2 separate regions of the Mus musculus genome follow, and region 2 is linked to region 1. A link is a contact called in public promoter capture Hi-C data. All regions are on one chromosome and are shown on one strand. The core of a region is the stretch at or near the end of the contact, and the rest is flanking DNA. Distances in the headings are between cores, read along the strand shown. Region 1 has its middle 35 kb from the start of Gm36766. Region 2 holds the start of Gbe1 (glucan (1,4-alpha-), branching enzyme 1).

Region 1 (2,700 bases), core at 65-2,564:
GGGTTAAAGTGTGCCATGATTATCTTAGAAATTGAAATGGAAATGTTCTTTCCTGGCCATAATGAATCAACCCTAAAGTCCAAAGCTGTTAAGGACCAAGGACAAAGGCAACTCAATAAAACCACATGGATTTTTTTTTCATCATTCCACTTGTCTAGAGTCAGAGCTGAAAATGAGTTTAGAAATAATCTATCCCAACTTCTCATTTCCCAGATAAGAAAACTGACATACAGAGACATTATAAAATTTCCACTCATCTGGAAATAAAAAGCAAACTCCAGCTTAGACTGAATGTCTGCCCATCCCTAACATGGGGGTCTGTAAGTCAGAAATGTGTCCAATCACAAACTCAGATCAGTCTGAGCAACTGTTTTCATCTTAAGAAGATAACTCTTAGTTGACATTTATGGGTGAATCAGTATGTATCTGTATATGTGTAAAGGCACAAGCAGGGCTTTTCCAAACAGCATACTGGAACCACATTAGACCAGACTGTCTCAGGGCAAAGGAATCCTCTGAATGCTGTGTGTTTTGAAATAATCGGAAGAAAACTGTCCAGATCCACACTTCTTTCCAGATGGTTGTTTGCTTATCTTGCAACATTCAACCTTTGTTCTTTGAAAAGCAGTTTAAAAATGTTTTTGTTATTTTGATCTCTTTAATATTTAGGGCTTTTTCCCACAATATATTTAAGGATTCTTTCTTACTTGTCATAGTATATCTGTTTCTTTGTGTGTTTCTTTTGGTAATTAACATTCCTAAAATGACTGATTGCTTCATTTTTAATTGATAATTTTGACAAGAGCTAGAACGTGTATGAGATGAACTATTTCTGAGATGTAATGAAAAATAACCGGTCATGGGAAAACTGTGTGTTGCAGTTAGAGAATAATTTACTGTCCATGAGGAAGTAATACCAAAGGAAAGCAAAGAAATGTCATTTTTAAGTCATAATATAAGATGCAGGGGCTTTTAAAATGACCCACACAAATCATGTAAATAGTGCACTGAATAAAAAGAGGAGAGATAAATATAAATATGAAAGTGCTATGCTGTTTACTTTTGCTTTTAGATTTTGACCTAATTAGGCTATATTACAAGAATTGACAGTAAGACAATGTTCTCACCTTCAGTGCCACACTCTGCATTCACAGTGGGAATGATTCTTAGATTTCATCTATTTAAAGTTTCCCCCTCTGCAAAGTTTAGACTATGTTCTTGACAAAATTAATCACACCCATAGATATATCAGTGTTCACTGATGCAGGACTCTAACAAGCCTACATGGAAAATCCCTGACTGTGTTCCTGTTTCCTCCCATCTGTCAACAGCAGGCTCAGTCTGCAAAAGCTTTCAGCTCTCACTCCAGCTTTATGGAATGTTGATATGAGGTGTACGAACCTCAGAAGATACAGGATCCAGACCTCTCTGTCACCAATCTGTCCAGGTTAAGCTGTTGTGATAAATTTCAGGACCCACATAACTTTTATTTTAGAAAAAAAGATTTTTCCAGAAAGGAATTTAATATAGTCTTAATAGGATTTTAATTTACTCTCTCTCTCGCTCTGTGTGTGTGCGTGCGTGTGTGTGTGTGTGCGCGTGCGTGCGTGTAGTGCTGGCAAGAAAGAAGACCACATTGTGGATAGTTCCATCCTTCTTAGAAGAGGGACCAAAATACCCATGGAAGGAGTTACAGAGACAAAGTTTGGAGCAGAGACTGAAGGAATGACCATCCAGATACTGCCCAACCTGGGGATCCATCCCATAAACAACAACTAAAACCAGACACTATTGTGGATGCCAACAAGAGCTTGCTGACAGGAGCCTGATATAGCTGTCTCCTGAGAGGCAGTACCTGACAAATACAGAAGTGGATGCTCACAGTCATCCATTAGTTGGAACACAGGGTCCCCAATGAAGGAACTAGAGAAAATACCCACGGAGCTGAGGGGGTTTGCAGCCCCATAGGAGGAACAACAATATGAACTAGCCAGTACCCCCAAGAGCTCACTGGGATTAAACCACCAACACATGAAACTCAAGAAGAATGAAGACCAAAGTGTGGACACTTTGCCTCTTCTTAGAATTGGGAACAAAACACCCATGGAAGGAGTTACAGAGACAAAGTTTGGAGCTGAGATGAAAGGATGGACAATCTAGAGATTTCCATACCCCGGGATCCATCCCATAATCAGCCTCCAAACACTGACACTATTGCATACACTAGCAAGATTTTGCTGAAAGGACCCTGATATAGCTGTCTCTTGTGAGGCTATGCCGGTGCCTGGAAAACACAGAAGTGGATGCTCACAGTCAGCTATTGGATGGATCACAGGGCCCCCAATGGAGGAGCTAGAGAAAGTATCCAAGGAACTAAAGGGGTCTGCAACCCTATAGGTGGAACAACAATATGAACTAACCAGTACCCCTGGAGCTCGTGTCTCTAGCTGCATATGTATCAGAAGATGGCCTAGTTGGCCATCATTGGTAAGAGAGGCCCCTTGGTCTTGCAAACTTTATATGCCTCAGTATGGGAACGCTAGGGCCAAGAAGTAGGAGTGGATGGGTAGGGGAGTGTGGGGGGGGGGGTCTGGGGGACTTTTGGGATAGCAGTTGAAATGTAAATGAAGAAAATACCTAATTAAAAAAATTGTATTTACTAAGTCAAAAAAGAAAAGAAAAGAAAAGAAAGAAAAGAAA
Region 2 (2,700 bases), core at 104-2,603, 54 kb before region 1:
AATACATTTAATAACATGACAAAGCTAGGTCGTTGAGCTTTAAGGGTCTTTGTGTTTTCAAGTCACATCAACCCATGTTCATAATCACCAATGCCACCAACTAGTTCTATGTTTTCTATGATTAAAAAAGAGTCTATCGACTGGTGCCAAGGTAGTTTTGATTTTTGTAGTATCTAGGCTTTAAAGAAGAAACTAGTATGACAAATATGACAAATTGACTGGTGCCAAGGTAGTTTTGATTTTTGTAGTATCTAGGCTTTAAAGAAGAAACTAGTATGACAAATATGACTGCAGCAAAATACTTGCAATCGACTCATAACTACTCTAATTTATATACTAGCTACTTTAATTTTCAATCTTAACCTGAGCAGATTGCAATTATAAATTTCTGATAAGTGGGAAGCCTGGTGGGAGAGGAGTTATACTTTTTGAATTGGGCTCTGCAAGTTAAGCCATCCATGCCCTGTTAACTCTCCTGGAAGCTAAGGTCAAACACCCGCAAAGGTCGCTCTTCGATGTTGGTTTAAGGGAGAAGAGATCTGACCAACGATTAAAGTGAAACGCAGATTAATGAACTCACAAGAGCAAACAGGAGGGTGCAAGATGTTGAAAGACTGCCTGAAAGACTGCACAAACGCTGCTCGGAAGTAGACTACAAAGTTGGAAAAGCAAAATCACACACGCCCTGGGTCACGACCACTGCAACTCCCAGGACCAGAGGGGGGTGGCCTGTGAGTCCCGGAAGCCGCTGCGTGGCTGCAGCGCTGCCTGTCCCAGCACGTAGGGGAGGACGCGCGGCCAGGGACTGCGAGCAAGTGAGCGAGCACGGGGCGGACGTGCAGCAGAAAAGTTCAGGAACTCCCCCGGGAAGCCGGAGCCACGCCCACCGCATGATTGGCGTGCGAGGGGGCGGGGCCGCGCGGAGAGGGGGGAGTCGGGCGGCGCGCGCGCGCACGCGGGAAGGCCGGCCGCAGGCGGAGGGCGGTGGAGGGGTTCCCCCGGGTACCTGCGCTGGAAGTCCGCGGCGAAGGGCTTCAGGTACGGGTCAATCTCCAGGAGTCGGGCCAGCTCCGGCACGTCGGCCAAGGCGGCCTCCAGACGAGCATCGGGGCCCGTTTCCCCTGCCGCAGGAGCCGCCGGCGCCGCCATCTTCGCCGCAGCAGCCCGAGTAGCCGAGGCCCGAGAGGGTCGAGTGGGCCGAGTGGAGTGCGAGCGGCAGGGCGGAGCCGGGCGAGCCTAGGCGAGCCGCCGGGGACTTGCCCTTTATAGCGGCGGAGCGGGCCAGGGTGAGCCCGGGACACACGTCCTCAGCGCGGGCCCCCGCCCACTCACGGGGCCGGCCCCTGGAGCCCTGAACTGTGCTGGCTGGCCACCGGGAGGCGGGTCTCACCAGTCCCTGTCCCTTCCCCTTCCTGCCCGGTGGTCACCTCTCCTCAAACACCTGCTCTCATTTCTGAGTTTTGTTTTTCCTAGGGCGATGGTTTTCAAAAAGTGGGAAATTCACCTGGACCACGGTTAAAAGTCGACAACGCGAAACTATTTAGAATCTTAATGTCATTTAACAACCCTACGGCCCTAACCTTAATGTGTCTCAAGAGTTTAACCAAGAGAGTCTTTAAAGATTTTTGCATAGATAAGCATGGATAGCCAGCCAGGTCCCTGAAGTCACAGTAAGAACAAGAACTTTCCTGGTTCCCTGTACTGAAATCAGGCATTTGTGTTTCACCAACCAAACTGTCTTTGATGAGACATGACTGGGAGAACATCATTAAAGTGGACTGCACTCTCCTGCTTAATCACAGTGATGAAGCAAAAACTTTTCTGGCCAAGCTCCCAAGTATAACTACCCTGTGTCCTTTCTGTCCAGTGGTTCCTTTGCAAGAATACAGAATGGGGGCTTGATGCCATGATGGCTCACTAGGTAAAAAGTGCTTGCCACAAGGCATATAACTGGAATTATATTCCCAGAACCCACGGTCTGGAAAGAGGAAACCAACTTTCAAATATTTTCCACCCTGCCACATATATACTGATACACAGACATACAAAAAAATTTTTTTTTAAGAATACAGATTTTGACACAAGGAGAAATGGACGCTGCTACTCAGGAGGCTGCAAGTTACTTTGCACCTCAAAACTGGACAGGCTTGAGTATAATTTTCTCAGTTGAAATCTGGAAATGTAAAATCCTATCGCTTCTCGGCCTTTTGGCTAAGATCAAGTGTAGTAAAATCTTAGCGTCTAGGAAGAAGGAACAGTATTGACCAGCCTTGGGATATAAACATTTAAAACAGGGTTTGTGATGAACTTAAGAAAGAAAAATATTCACTTCGATGTGAATAGCTAAAGGTCTTAGATAAAGGTATATATATATCTACAAATGGGGGGGGGCTTGAACCCAGAAATAAAGTACCTAGTAGACACCCAATTCTGTAACTTCATTTTTTACTTTCATAACTCTAAATTTTCATCACTTCACACTGAAATTTCCACTTGGCTGACTAAGAAACCTGAACCAACTATCTTCTTCATAGCATAAGCGTTCACCTGTTAAGGTAAAACCAAAGCACTGATTAGGAAGGGAAAAGGGAAGGGGTGAGAAAATAAAAATAAAGTTTTCCTGAATAAACACTACCTAAAATCAGCTTTTATCACTTTTATACAGACTGATAATCACCCATAAATTACCATTTTTACCCA

What was found. Promoter capture Hi-C pulls out the DNA fragments that hold promoters and counts their contacts.
Region 2: a contact with region 1 is called in a promoter capture Hi-C map of liver, with 2.1 times the contacts expected there. The contact joins the promoter of Gbe1 here to the enhancer-like site in region 1. A contact is called at or near these places in 4 of 39 promoter capture datasets (3T3-L1-derived adipocytes, liver and macrophages), 3 of 484 Hi-C or Micro-C datasets (the HL-1 cell line and liver), 1 of 115 datasets of contacts at active chromatin or transcription factors (the 230-238 cell line) and 1 of 9 other capture datasets (pancreatic islet).

What each region holds. Positions count from the first base shown.
Region 1 is chr16:70,258,190-70,260,889 of GRCm38.p6, reverse strand. No RefSeq gene overlaps it. Among named protein-coding and RNA genes, the nearest start is that of Gm36766, 35 kb to the right of the region's middle. Within about 2 kb of position 1,314, at least 7 of the 459 cell types and tissues checked have an H3K27ac peak or open chromatin away from gene starts, as enhancers often do. A contact at or near this core is called in liver, where this site is marked.
Region 2 is chr16:70,312,602-70,315,301 of GRCm38.p6, reverse strand. It overlaps Gbe1 (glucan (1,4-alpha-), branching enzyme 1), which reads right to left and starts at 1,353. Exons shown (of 16, transcript NM_028803.4): 1 at 1,007-1,353. The coding sequence starts at 1,149.